Regions from separate parts of the Mus musculus genome. Here region 2 is linked to region 1. The links are chromatin contacts, called in public promoter capture Hi-C maps. All regions are on one chromosome and are shown on one strand. The core of a region is the stretch at or near the end of the contact, and the rest is flanking DNA. Distances in the headings are between cores, read along the strand shown. Region 1 holds the start of Snx11 (sorting nexin 11). Region 2 holds the start of Smarce1 (SWI/SNF related, matrix associated, actin dependent regulator of chromatin, subfamily e, member 1).

Region 1 (7,242 bases), core at 4,262-6,761:
GTCTCTCACCGAACCCAGAACCCATCCGTTAGCCGCCTAGCTGCCTATCAAGCCACTAGGATTCCCTGTCTCTGTCTCTCTCTCAGCACTGGGATCACGGGCTTTCTACGTGGGTGCTAAGGATCTGATCTCAGCTCGTGCTTTACAGCAACCCTTTGACGGACATCCACGTCCCCAGCATCAGCTCCACACAGTGAGCTGCAGATGCTGGGTCCGTTCCTATGAATTAGAACTACTCCAAGTCAGACACACTGCCACGTGCTATCATCTCAGCTACTCTGTGGGCTCGGGCGAGAATCTGGGGCATTTGAGGCCAGGCTGGAGCTAAATACACCAGCTCTATCTCAGAAAACAAAGCTAAACTAAACTAAACCAAAAGAGTACTCCAGCCCCAGAGTTTTCTAAAACTGAGATGAGCTGTGGCAGGATACTGTTAAACATTCTCAACTTCTGTTATAAAGCACACAGAACTGTTTTTTTTTTCACTTTAATTGCTTTGTGGGAGGAGGGGAGTATGTATGTATTCACTTTTCCCCCCGTTTATACAGTTTTGCTAGGTCACGTGGCATGAACGGAGGGAGACTTGCTGGTTTCCTTTCACTGACATAACCACCTGAGTGCGAGCATTTCTCAAGCTCCTCAGCCTGCCACGCTCTAAGTTCTTCTCCCTCGTAACCCTAGCTCCCCTGTGATCCCCCAGATCCATTCAGACCTGAGAAGGCCCGAGAGCAAACTCACACCAAGCCGGCGTTCCTCTGCAGCTGCTTCCTCAGCCACACAAACTCACGGTAGCGCCGCCGCACACAGGACGTCTTGGCGGTAAAAGCCTTGCTGTTCGTCTAGGGGAGAAATCCGGAAAAGCCTTAGTCCCTCATGAGTTCACCACCGCCACCCTAAGGGGACGGATTATCAGGCTACTGGGTCCCAGACCAAGATGCCACCAGGCACCTGGAAGCCATTCTGTGTCCCCTCAAGCTAGTCCTCTCCCCACTCTTTCTTGTAAATCTTCTGTCGGGAACACCCACAAACCATTTTTGACCTCAGCACAGCCCACAGCCCTGCAGCTGACACCATCACTAAAGCTTGACTCACATGGAGGAATATCTTATAGTCCACGTAAGAATTCCAGGAGCCTTCATTCTGCACCCTGGGGTCCTGAACTCGAACTGTGATCACCTCCTGCAGATTAGAAAACAAACAAACAAACAAAAGCCCCTTCAACTTCAGTTCAGCTCAGCCCCACAGAGAGAATGGTGTTTGGTTTTGGCTTTGGAGTCCTGCTGGCAGGAGCTCACTAGGTAGACTAACTGCCTTCACTGTGTGGCAGTTCTCGCCCGTCTGCCTCCTCAGTGTTGAGATCAATGAAGCAACACACCCAGCTTGCAAGGCAGCTCTGACCACACAGCAGTACCCAGAGTTCCTTAGTACCAACTTTCAGTCATTTCGCCATTCATTCAACAAGCATTTCCTGATCACGGGCGCATGTCAGGCTCTGTGCTAAGAGAGAACATGATCAAGAAATGAAATTCCCTCTTCTCCGGAATAGTACAGTGTAGGCCTTGGAAGGCTAAGGCAGGAGAATCAAAAGTTCAAGGCCTTACCTGAGGAACTTGGTGAGACTCAATCAACCAACCAATCAATCAATCAATCAATCAATCAACAATCAGCTATGGACAATGGCTCCCCACTGTGATCCCAACACTCAGGAAGAGGCAGGAGGATTGCCATCAAGTTGAGGGTCAGCTGGGTCCACATGGCAAGTTCTAGGCCAAACAGGACTATATAGTGAGACTCTCTCAATAAATAAATAAAGATAAAAGAGAGCTAGGAATATAAATACATGGCTCAATGCCAGAGCTGAGCACTTGCAAGGCCCTGAGATTAATGTGCATGGGGAAAAGGTAGACAGATAAGGACAAAGCATTATGATATATATATAATATATGTTTTATATATATTATATGTATATATAAATATATTATATATATGGACATATGTGTATATGTATGAAAATCTCCTAATGAGCCCCATTTCTTGGGTGACAACCAAAACCTTCATTTAAACAAAGCTTATATTCTAGTACATTCCAACCAGTGGAAGAGTTAGTCAAACTGGAGGCTCCCTTCTCCGCACATACACTTGCTACTGTTTTCCTTCTCCTAGCTTTAATGTGAGCCCGTGAGAAACACCAAGAGTATTAATGGGGAGAAAGCACTGCTGTGTAGCCTTGACTGTCCTGGAACTCACTCTGTAGACCAGGCTGGTCTTGAACTCAGAAATCCTCCTGCCTCTGCCTCCCGAGTGCTGGGATTAAAGGCGTGCACCACCACTGCCTGGTCTGTGTCCCCTCCTCTTAAGTGGCCCTCCGACTCTGACCCACCCGGAGACCCTGCTTACCTCCAGGTCTTGGTTCTCCAACATCCTATACCACAAGCCCATGGGAAGGGCACATCTGAGGTGGGGGAGCAGAGACGTGGGAAGAAGCAGTTAGCACATCCTCACCAGGTTCTCTCAGAGCAAAACCCCAAAGCTTTTAATAGATGTCCCGTGGGGAAACCCAGGTAGGTAACTTTCCCCCAACCCCAATTATGTGTAAAACCTGAAAGAGGAAGGGGGAACCCCACATTAGTTAGCCGCAAGCTAAAAACCCTGGGGAATTTGCCTCCTAGGGGCATAAGGAGAGTGTGTTGTGGCCAGAGAGGCAGGTGGGTTTCACTGTAAAACTTTTGCCCAAGAACTGTGGCTTAACAATCTTGTGGAACAGAGCCTTGAAAAGGAGCCTACCAGCACCCCCTCCTGGTTATTTAGAGACAACCAAGTCCTTACAAATACCAATCTCTCTTCGTCTTGCTAACCAAAGTCACCTCCATACAGGTGGGTGCTCCTAGGGGTGAAGAGGCCAGCTACAGTTTACCACCTTCCCTGACCAGCTAGCTCTCCAGACCTGGAGCCAACCACTACAATCAGTTGCGATCCTGCCATGCCATCCGGTTTGTACCTCTGCCCAAGCACCCCACAGCTTCTCAGGTCAACTCAGGATGCATTCCGCTCCTTTGTAAAGATTCATTAAAGCCTAAGCCACTCATTTCCCCCAGTGTGGTAGTTTATGCGTACAGCGACATCGCCCACTCCAACACGGGGACCATGAAGGCTGGAACACAGGGTTACTGGATTCCAAAGGGGCCCATGATGTCACCTTCTGTTAAAATACAGCACTAATCTTGTTACTCCTAGAGCCGCTCCAACTGCAGCCACCCTGGCTGCCGCCTCCACCCCCTTCCTCTCTCTTAAGAGCAGAACAATAAGGTTTAATTTCCCTTTCCAATTTACCTTGAAATGAAAACTGACTCCAGCCAATATGTACTGCCAACAAATGATGCGGGCTGGCTCCTGGGAAAACAAGGCTCTCTCTAAGCTCTCCCTCTCTCCTCCTCCCATGCCCATCCGCACACCCACTCGTTTTTTACAGTCCCACAATTAATTTTAAACACATTCTCTTATTAGTTCTGCCTTACCATTAGCAGAGTGCATAATGAGCTTCCGTCTATTTTATGTTTTGCTAACATAGGGCTAATGTTTCAAAGGAAGGGAAACTCGTTTACGGCATGAAATTAGCAAAGCAAACAGCTTTTGCAATTCTTCCCAATATCCCAGAAGGTCTCTCTACAGACAGACATGGCATGCGGGGACAAAGCTGCATGGCAGATAACAAAACAGAGCTGAACTGTGGAGCAAACCCGAGGTTTTGTGATTTCAACACCATAATAAACAGCATTCTTGCTGACAGTCTGATTTTTTTCATCCGCAGCAGTCACCACCTCCAAGAGGCCCTAGACTGAAAGGCAGGAAATCTCAATTCCCCAATAACCCAGTCCGACAGTCCAGACGGGTACAGACAAAGATCTGTGACCAAAACCAACAGGCTTTCTGTGAATATTAATTAGCCTGCTGGGATTTCCCCCTCTCTTCTCCTCTTAGGCGCTTGCTAAACTGCCAACGGAAGAACAGAAAGTTAAATATTCTTAAGTGGTTTTGTTGTTGTTGTTGTTGTTTGGTTTGGTTTGTGTTTGTAGTACAACAGAAAAGATGACAAGAAAGAAAGGCATCTATCCACTTAGGGGAGATCACACCACTCTGCCTGGAAAAGTCTGTGAAACTCAAGACTCTAGTTCAGTAACTGTTCATCAGACGTTTGGTATAAAGAGTTTGCTAGGGGCCTGCAGCACCCCCATGTGGAAGTTTTTCTCCTTTGTTTTGGAGCTAATGTCATAGAGAAACAAATAAACTGTCTTTTAAGACATTCCAAGTCTCCTGGGTCTCTGTAGGCTCAAGGCTAAGCGTAAAAGGCACTAAGAAGGTTCTGGTGGTCAATTTCCCCTAAGACACTGAGACTGCAAAAAGCAGACTCCGTTTCCAACAACCACTGCTCTTCATCACTGTCCTTCCCAACGACACCACTCTCAGTCGTTATTCCTGGAGAAACAGCAAGTTCTTAACTTCACCTCCATGACCCGTCCAAAGAGGTGGATCTGTGCATCCATTAAGGAAGGGCAGAGTCAAGTAACCTCGAAAGGTGAGGAAACTTACTCCATGCTAACTACATTCCCGGGGCCTTTTCCATCCCATCTGAAGCGCTCACTGCTTCCCTCGGCAGTACCAGCACCCATAGTCCCGGGAAAGAGCCAAGGGGTTTGGTGTGTACAAAGTTTGACGCATTGTAAAGCTCACAGCTGCTAATTCAGGGGAGCAATTCAAAGCTTTCTCATTTTCTCCGCCTCTTAAAACTACTTCAAGGGACACGTAAAAAACACATCAGGCTGTAAAAAAGATTGCACCAAGGAGTCTCCCGCCCCTCCTTACTCGTTCTTGAGCCTTTGGTGTCAACAGACAGCAATTCTAAAACCTCGCCTTCCTAAATACCCACAGGTGTTCGAGGAAGCTCTTCCGCCTGACAGAAAACCTGTCCCGTCCATCAAGCAGCTGTTCTCATTTTTCAGTCGGTAACCCACTCCTTTCACCTGCAAGTAACAAAGGAAGAGCATAGTTTCCAGTATCTGCGAAAAATATCTGCCATTCCCTTCCACTGCCGGCCACTTGGGTAGACATCCCTAATTCTGACTCCGGCCACTCCTTTCCATTCTTTAGCAAACTCAGATGGAAACCAGCCCAACGGTCCTTCTCTTTTCCCGGCTAAATCGGGACGGAAAGACGATTTTCAAGGTATATTGAAAAGCCAGGCTTCCTTTCTTCTTGGGTCCCAGCAAGCCCTCACTTTCATACCAGGCAGTAAGGCAGCCCCCTCCCTAGTGTGTCAACCGAGGCCATCACTCAAATGCCACCACCACGGCTCAAGCCAGCATCCCATTCCCAAGCAGCACCTACGAGCCGCGGCCACGCCCACGCCCCCTCACCTGAGAGCAGCAGCAGCAGCTCTCCACAGCGACACCACCAGCACCGCACCATATAGTCCGATACCGGCTTCTCCTTCCGGGTGAGTCGCCGGTGCCCCGGTGCACGACGGGAGGCGGCTCCCGACGGGCCAATCCTGAGTGTCCCGGACGCCCCACCCCTGAAGACCAGGGCTCTCAGTGGCGATCGCTGGTCAGAGGAGGCTCTCCATCCCGCCCAGGCCTAAGCTGAAATCCGCATCTTTCCGGAAATCGCTAGGGGGCGCGGGAGGCGGAGCGCAAAGACCGAGACCCCGCAAAGTCCACTCCGGTGCCGTGTCCCGCCCACCGCCATTAGGCGGGCCAATCAGCGCTCAGGGAACGTGTTTGAAGGCCGACGAAAGCATCTTAGGAGCCTAAACGTCTTCAGGGTGTTAAAGAGCAGTAAGTGTGGGAGGTTTCTCGCGTTCCTGAAGCCTTACTAAGATCTAAGATCTCGAAAGTCTGGGTTTGAACCTCAGAGGTTGCAGTTCCCCATCTAAACTGTCAAGGGCACTGCCAGTTTGATTTGGAAAACCCACAGATTATCCCAACAGCAGACGAGAAAGTTGACAACAGTTGTCAAGCCCAAAGAAGGATCATACAGTTAGTAAGCAAGAAAAAGCCGGTGAAAATGCTTACTATAGAAATATCTAAAGTCCGGGCTGGAGAGACGGCTCAGGGGGTAAGAGCACCCGACTGCTCTTCGGAAGGTCCTGAGTTCAAATCCCAGCAACCACGTGGTGGCTCACAACCATCTGTAATGAGATCTGATGCCCTGTTCTGGAGTGTCTGAGGACAGCTACAGTGTACTTACATGTAATAAATAAATACATCTTTTTTAAAAAGACAAAAAAAAATATCTTAAAGTCCTCTTAAGCCAATGGAAGTGGCTCACGCCCAGAATCCTAACACTTGGCCATTAAAGACATATAGTGAGCTCTAGGATACGGAGTAAGGCTGTTGGAAAACACAAACGAAAAGCCTCCTTGATCTGTTAAAAAGTTAATTTTAGGGCTGGTGAGATGGCTCAGTTGGTAAGAGCACCCGACTGCTCTTCCAAAGGTCTGAAGTTCAAATCCCAGCAACCACATGGTGGCTCACAACCATCTGTAATGAGATCTGACTCCCTCTTCTGGAGTGTTTGAAGACAGCTACAGTGTACTTACATATAATAAAAATAAATAAGTCTTTAAAAAAAAAGTTAATTTTACCTCTGTAACCCCAGCACTTGGAAGTAGAGGCAGGAACTGAAGGCCAACGCCAACTATATAGTGAGTTTCAGGCTAGCTTGGGCTACCTAAGACCCTGCCTCAAAAACAGCAAGACAGGAGTTGGCAAAATGGCTTCAGAAGATGAGTTCAGGACCCCCAAATTCACACAGTTCACACATTCCTGCAACTCCCACTTCAATGGATCCGAGGCATACACACATCAAAAATAAATATTTTTATTTTTTGTAGCTGTTTTGCCTATAAATAGGTTGTGTACCATGTGTCTACCTGAAACCCTACGAGGCCAGATGAGGGCCTTAGATCTCCTGGCACTGGAGTTAGAAGTAGTTGGAACCATTGTGTGGGTGTTGGGAACTGAACCCTGCACCTATACAAGAACAGAAAGTACTCTCAACCTCAAAGTCATTTCTCTAATCCTAACTCCCCTTAAAAACAGATGGGCTCTTATAAAAGTGTGGGTCAGATGAAAACCCAGTACTACACTGACTTGAACTGCTCCTAAATGTTTGTAGAGCCAGTGCAAAACACAATGGTAGTTACCAATCCAGGTGGATATTATTTATGTAATTCAAAACAGAATT
Region 2 (7,863 bases), core at 621-3,120, 2.5 Mb after region 1:
CATTTCAGAAATTATCTCAGGTACTTTCTTGATACATCATCGGGACAGAATAAATTATATCTCGTCTCTGTATTCCTACATGGCTTACAAAGACCAGCGGCACTTTCCCTCCAACAACATGTGAATGTGCTAGGTTTTGCCTTGCAAGAGAGGAGGGATGGTCTAATTTATTACTGTATTATTCAAACATAGCTCAAGTCTTCATAAATTTGGTCCTAGTATGGCCAGCTCGAAACATGGACATATCTGAGCTTGTTCCTTACTCAACATAGACCACAAATGGTAATGCATAAGAGATGAAAACTTATTTTTAGAAGGATGGTGAATACACTTTTTTTTCTCCTAGTTTTCATTTTAAGGAAGTGCCTCAAATCATCAAGGTAAGAGTTTCTGATGTGGAAATAGCTAAGTTTTTTCAATTCATCTCTTTTTTTCCTTCCATCAACACCCAGTAGGCCTTGCTGTGGGGAGCCCCGACAGAAACTGTGACAGGGTCCCTGGTACCTTACACTTCACTGCTAATACTTACAAATGATTGCTCTCCCGGGCTAAGCATATAAACTCTAGTAGTGAGTGGATCTAACCATTGTGCCTGGGACGCAACTCTGTATTTATTGAATTAATTACCTTACTGGTCAGGCTTATAACACAGTCTTACTCACTAGTCACAACGACCCTACCCGATGCGTATGACTGTCCCCATTTTACAAAGGAAGAAAACAGTCTCGGGGCGATTAAGTGTCTAAGGCCAGAGACCCGGAATTGTCAGAGATGGGTTTAAACCCAACCCACACCGTCTCAGACTTCACTCCAGGCCACCCCGGGAATCCTTAAGTCGCTGCCTGAACCAAATAAAAAATAAAAATAAACAAAGGGGGGGGGGGACGACCACCTTCGTGGTGGGTGAGGATCCCCGCTGGCCTTGCCCAGAGGGTTTCCGGAGATCCTTTCCCTGGAGTTTTGTGGCGGGCGGAGGGCGAGCTTTTCTGGAAACTCCCCTGCAGGGGGTTGTGCATTGGTGCTCACCGGCGTCGGGAGTCCCGCGGAAAGGGACTACCGGCGCCTCCGAGGAGCTGTTCCGGACGGGGTTGCCCCGCCGCCGCTAGGCCTCACCGAGGCCGCACCGGCTCTAGCTCCCGCCTCGCAGCCGAGGCCGAACCCCAGCACCCCGCGGGAGCTCGGGGTCCCGCCAAGCAGAAACACCACCGCTCGCCACCCTTCCCCGACCGGGTTGGGCCCACTGGGAAACACTCACCCGCGGGCCGAGCAGGCGCCCGCAGCTCCGGCTTCGCTTCCCTTTGTCCCGCGCTCGCCCCGCCCCTCGCGCCGGAGCTTCCGCGCTCGCACTTTCCACACGCTCCCGGGAATTGTCTGCCGGCCGCGGCCGGCTCCCGGCAGACGAACAGCCCTTCCAGTGAGCACGCGGCGAGGCTTAGGGCGCCAAGGATTTTTAAAAAAAATTTCGTCAGGCTCCTGGGTTTCCTCAGAAGTCTTCCAATTTGGATCCCGTCCCAGTCGGGCGCCGATTCGTCACGGCGAGGAGGGCGGAGAAGGCTGGGCCGCGTTGCGGGCCCTGGTTCGCGGCCCGGCGGCAGGAACTGCGCAGACTGCGCGCCCGGGGCTTCACTGAGGCGGTGGGCGCCGCCGCGTGAGGCGGGCGCCGGAGGGGAAAGGCTCGCCGGAGCCTCTCCCGGGAGAGGGTGGGACGCAGTTCCCACACACCATGCACTCTGGCTTTTCCCTTCGCTCTGGTCTTCAGTCCTCCGCTGATGGACGTATGAATGGAGAAGATGGAGAATGTAGGCGGGGAGGACCCGGGTCGCTGCGTTTAGGTCCTTGCTGGCGCCCAGCGGGGCTCCCCTGCCTCCGCCTAAGCGAAAAGCAACACGGGAGTTTTGTAGTTTTCCCAGATGTTTCTAGAGGTCGAGTGATGGCGGCGGGTTTCTGCGCCTAGGGTCCTCAGATGTCAGCTCACTCCTTCCAGCTGGCATACCTGTGACAATTCACATCCCTTCCCAGGAGGGCCAGTTCAGCTCAGCCTCGCTTGTCTTTAAACAGTTCAGTGTTTCTTTGTGATGCCCTCCTGGAACTTTCCCAAGCCGGTCCTGTATCTGATACCCTCTATATGGGATTGGGCCATCTGCTATCTTGGAAAGTCTTGAAAACAAAGTTTTAGGCATCTGGACCGGACAATTTCATAATTACCAATGATTTCTAAGGGCTAGACATGTAATTGTTCAGTGAGTGTGCGTGGAGCCACCTTTCTGGACCATTCCAGGGCTATTTTTTTTTTAAACTAATTAACGAATACTTTGGCGGATTATACAAAGTAGAGAACACTTGGCTAGTGTGGGTCACGTCACGGTGGAGGAAAAATGAACAGAGCATCTGTGGTTATCTAAGGTCAATGTTAGCATCTAGAGAAACTGGCTGAATGCTGGGACTACCTGTTGGCCCTTATCCTGGTTGTGACAACAGGAAGTGAGGTATCTTTAGAAGTGATAAGTGATAATACTGTCCAGTTCTTCCATCGCCCAATATTTTCATACTCTGGTGAAATTATCGAAATGAACCGGTATTGTAAGGAAAGACTAAAGGAGAGGTTTGTTTTGTTTTGTTTTCAGATGAATGCATAGCATAAGGGAATGATCTGAAAATGTTTTTTTTTTAACACAAAGAGCATAGAGAAGGTGAATGTAGGATCCACACAATTACAGCAGGGATCCAGTGGCTTCTTCCTCTGCCCAGTAATTCCAGCCTTGTTACTTCCCGGTCTTAGCAAGGACTATGGAATGGTGGAAAAGGGGGTACAGGCACAGTGCTCCGGAGCATGTGTGCACGCGCATGCATGCTGCAAGGTGCCATTCCCAGCTGGGCAGTTAGTTCTCTGAAACTCAGCGGTGTCTGCATGCTGTGGTGGGAAAGGGCTGGCACAAAATTGGCTTAAAAAAGGGGAATTGATTGAGTTCTAAGTGGACAGCGGCATGGCATTCTTTCTTGTTCTTTTTACTTCTGTGAGGCGCTAGGGATTGAATCCAGGGTCCCGAACAGGTCCTGCAGCACTTTTCTTTCCTTTCCTTTTTTCTTTTTTTTTTGGTTTTCCGAGACAGGGTTTCTTTGTGTAGCCCTGGCTGTCCTGGAACTCATTCTGTAGACCAGGCTGTCCTCGAACTCAGAAATCTGCCTGCCTCTGCCTCCCGAGTGCTGGGATTAAAGGCGTACGCCACCACACCCGGCCTGCAGCACTTTTCAAATAATGCTGTCTACTATTATATCTCCCCAGAATTATAGGATTTTATAATTATGGTTATGATGCGTGTGTGTGTGTGTGTGTGTGTGTGTGTGTGTGTGTTTGTAGGATCTTACTACGTAGTTCAGGCTGGTCTGGAACTCAAAATCTTTCCTCTGCCTTCCACGAGCTGGGATCGCAGGTGTGTACTGTCAGCACCTAGCTGGATTTTAAAACTTAATCCTTAATTTATCTTGGAAACCAAGTTAAACCCTTCATCTCCTATCACTGGAGCTGTCTTCCTCAAGTGATTTAGCTTTGTTTGGCTTAACCATGCACAGACATCTTTGAAATAGGAGAACCCAAATACAAGGAAGCCTTAGAGTTCATGTTTAAATTTTTTTTTATTATGGTGGCATCATTTACTTTGGTAAATTCATATTCTGATTTTAAAATGCCTCAAAGCAAACAAAACTCATTTACAAATTCAAGTACTGCATGTTACACACAGAATAGCCACACAGTGGAACTTCTCTAGCAAGCTGTTAATTCACAATGCCCAGTCCCAACACTGCAGTAGATTGCACTAAATGTATCGCTTTATCGTAATTGTTGTTGCATAATGCAGTAACCAGTACAATGGCTAATATGATTGCAGTCAAAGCTTTAATAAAGTAGCAGCATTTAATGATGAATACTCCCCCTCCCTTTTTTTTTTCCCTGAGGTCCAGACCCAGTGCCTCCTATGTGCTAGGTGAAGTTCTGCCACCTTGCGGTACCCCCAGCCTGAAAGAAACATTTAATGTGTAGGATGCAATTTTAGGTCAGGCGCTTATTCAAGAATAAGTGCTTAATATGCTGTTGTAACATTGAAGAACAGCATCGTTCATTTTTACTCACTAACTAGAGTGAGTCAGGCTGAAGGCAACCTGGAGTAATGAAAAAGGGGAACGTTAAACCTCTGGATTACACTAAAAGCTAACTAATGTAAGTTCCTTGTGGCTAAAGCATATTTACTAGTCAACATATATACACACATGTGGAGAGGGAGGGAGGGGGAGAGGAGGGTGGGCTTTGAAGGCCCCACTAAAATGCTAATATAGCTGTAGCCCTTAGATGATACTTGAGCTGAGAACAAAGAACAGTGGCCAATGGTTTGTACTCCTTATTTGTTGTTGTTTAGGAAAAAAAAAGCCTAAAATATCTAAATGTCGTAAAACAGATATCTACTATTTAAGGTCTCAAAGTAAATGTACCTGCATTAAACAAATTTAGGTTGTTTTTTAAAAAACAAAACAAACTTTGCAATGGGGCTAGAGAGATGGCTCAGAGGTTAAGAGCAGTGGCTGCTCTTCTAGAGGTCCTGAGTTCAATTCCCAGTAACCACATGGTGGCTCACAACCATCTGTCATGAGATCTGATGCCCTCCTTCTGGGGTGCAAGCATATATGTATAGCAAGTAAATAATAACAATTAAAAACAAAACCAGAAAACAACTTTGCAACAATTTTTCACTTATTCACAAATATATTTTACATCTCTATTTATTACAGTTTGAACAATTTAAAATCAAGTTCTGCAGGCACTCTTAGCTCAGATAGCAGTACTATGCTGTTAGCTCACAGAAATGACTGCAAGGACTATTTCTCTGAGTTCATAGACTCTTTCCTCTCAGGCCCATAGCACACGCTACTCACACTTCATTTTGCAGATGGTGAGCAGCTGGGTAACTGTCCTGGTAACTGGATTCACCACAATCTCAATGTGCTTTAAAAGGTTTGTACAGCTGGAGTGTGTGTATGTCCGGGTGTGTGTGTGTGTGTGTGTGTACAACCTTTAACTTTCAACAAACTAACTCTCCCGATACTGATTTTTAAAAAGCTTTAAGATAAAGATATAGAGTAACCCAATTTTATTAATAATCAAAATTGCCTTGGAGAGTGCTCTACAGTCCATTCAGAATCGCTCATGGATGGAACACTTCGTCATTCCCAGGGTTCAAATGATTGTCTCAAAAGGGAAAGTCCTAAGTGAATACTGAGTCTGCTCCTTAAACAGTTTGTTCCTAACTGCTGCCTTTTTAGAAGTGGAACATTCTAGGTTCAGCTGGTCCTGAAACCACGGAGAGTAACTCACCGTAGCTCTTCAGTTTTCAAACAAGCTATTTTGTTTTCCTTGGGATGTTTAGCTTTTGAGGAAAATTACAGGCTTAATGAAGCCACCTTAATACTTAAAGTCTCTGATAAAGCTCGCCAGAATAAAGACTATTTAGATGACAAATAAAACAGAATCCACACTGGATTTCTGATTTATTTTTAAGCAGCCCCTCTCAAAAAACAAAACAAAACAAAACAGCAAAAAACCCCTGCTCATCTTTGGAGTCCTAGCTGCAGCATCTCTTACTTATGTGTTCTCTGAAGAGAGCCAGAGCCCACAGCATCTTAACACTATCTATCCATGTAAAATAACTTACACTTGGGACTGGGGGTCTGTATGGCCTACATAGGTCCATCCTGGTGCCCTTGCTAAACACTCTCTCTGGGTTAGTTGGTTCCTGGTGGGGGTTTGATGGAGGGAATACTGCAGGATCTTCTCATGATAAGTCTGACTTCGATATCTGGCAGATTATCTTGTCTACTCTCTAAACAGCCCTCATCCGTGGCTGCTAGATGGAGATCAAACCGGAGAGAGACGGACTTTTTCCTCAGTCGAGGGTTATCTTTAAAGAATGAACCTTCCCATTCTTTTATAACTTCATCCACTTTCTCTGTCCTGAAATGAGAAAACAAACTCGTTTTTACAGAAGAAGAAATAGACGCAATGTATAGTTCATATTCATGAAAGAGAAATGTGTATAATGTATAGGGTGTAGGATTTTAACAGTTTAGATGATTGTATTTCATGTGTGTTTTGTCTGCATGTATGTATGCCTGTATGTATGTGTATGTATGTATATCTGCATGTCTGTATGTCTGCATGTATGTACGTATGTATGTATGTCTACATGTATGTATGTATGTCTGCATGCATGTATGTATGTCTGCATGTCTGTATGTATGTCTACATGTATGTATGTCTGTATGTCTGCATGCATGCATGTATGTATGTATGTCTACACGCATGTATGTCTGCATGTCTGTCTGTCTGTCTGTCTGTCTGCATGTATTATGTATATATGTATGTGTACCACTTGCATGCCTGGTGCTTGCAGAGGTTAAGAGAAGGCATCAGCGTCCCTGGACCTGGAGTAGTGAGAAGCTGAGAGGCTCTTTACCTCTGAGCCATCGCTCTGCCCTCAGGCTGTGGACTTTCTAATTGACACAAGTTTAACAACTATAAGAATATAATTTTAAATATAGGATTATGTGGGATATATACACTTTTCTAATTAAAAATTATTTATTTGTAATTTTTTTTTAGACAGGGTCTCTTGATATATATAGTCCTGCCTATTCTAGAACTCAGTCTGTAGACCAAACAGGCCTTGGATTCACAGAGACCCTCCTTCCTCTGCCTCCTGAGTGCTGGGGTTCTACACAATTCTTATGCTCTGATTTTAGTTTTAGAGAGAGAGAGAGAAAAAAAGGTGAATTCTTTACACACTTTTCTTTGTGTTGCTATGTGTGTATATTCATGACTGCCTGAAAAATCATAGTGTATTGGAAGTGTTTGAAATATTTGAAAAGGACCGCTAAGACTGCTTAATTGAAGTGAGTCTTCTCACACTTAGTACTATTCCAGAGTCAAGCACTTTTACTTACTGAATGGTGCCGTGGGCCTCCGCGCTCTCCTTCACGTCTCTGTTCACTACTGCCTGTTTGGTCACTGTCTCCATATTTTCATTTTCATACTTTTGGGAGACTTTTGTTGAAAAGGAGATTTCATTTATAATGGCTGTGAAAATGTTACATGAAGTTACAATGATGAAAAAGGCAAGAAAAATAAAGTACATTTTAGTGTGTGTGGGGTGCGGAGTCACATCATCAACAAACTGAACATTTCTCTTTTTGCTGCTTTGGAGAAATTTCTGTATCGTCTCCACCAATAATACATCTATTTTCAAATTAGGTTATCATGTCAGAAACTCACCTGAGGGGAGAAGAAAGCCAACTTTACTCTTGGTAGGCTTTTCTTCTTTTTTCTCTCCTTGGATACAACCATAATATCTGAAATGGAAAGAGTCATAGAAACAACACTGCGGTAGCAAAATAAAAATAAAAACAAACAAACAAAAGGGAACAGATAAGAGAATGGTAAGTTGTTAAGGTCACACAATGGGAATACTAGTCAGAATTCACAGTGATGAGGCAGGCCATGCAGCATCCCAGTGAGTCTCCAAGGCACAAGGGAGCATGGAGGGATACTAGGAGCTAGTTTTATAAGGATTAGAATACTACACAGACCAGTTTTCTACATTGTATACAGATGTATCTGTATTACCAAAGGAGCTGGATGAGACTAATAAATATCAAGTTCTGAGCCAGCCTGAAAGTGGGGGATGTAGTGTGTGTGTAGGAGAGGAATGGGGCAAGGATTAGATGCCCAGAAAAATAATACAACTTCAGAAACATGTTACTGCTTAGACTGCAGAAACTAGGTGAAGTCTGTTAACAGGTCAAACACCATAGGTATAC

Evidence for each region. Promoter capture Hi-C pulls out the DNA fragments that hold promoters and counts their contacts.
Region 2: a contact with region 1 is called in a promoter capture Hi-C map of pre-B cells, with 5 times the contacts expected there. The contact joins the promoter of Smarce1 here to the promoter of Snx11 in region 1. A contact is called at or near these places in 2 of 39 promoter capture datasets (liver and pre-B cells).

What each region holds. Positions count from the first base shown.
Region 1 is chr11:96,772,044-96,779,285 of GRCm38.p6, forward strand. It overlaps Snx11 (sorting nexin 11), which reads right to left and starts at 5,512. Exons shown (of 8, transcript NM_001163389.1): 1 at 5,412-5,512; 2 at 4,925-5,018; 3 at 2,398-2,452; 4 at 1,093-1,179; 5 at 739-839. The coding sequence starts at 2,439.
Region 2 is chr11:99,229,147-99,237,009 of GRCm38.p6, forward strand. Smarce1 (SWI/SNF related, matrix associated, actin dependent regulator of chromatin, subfamily e, member 1) reads right to left here and starts at 1,871. Exons shown (of 11, transcript NM_020618.4): 1 at 1,256-1,871. It overlaps Krt222 (keratin 222), which reads right to left. Exons shown (of 6, transcript NM_172946.3): 4 at 7,319-7,395; 5 at 6,991-7,123; 6 at 3,615-6,001. The coding sequence ends at 5,773.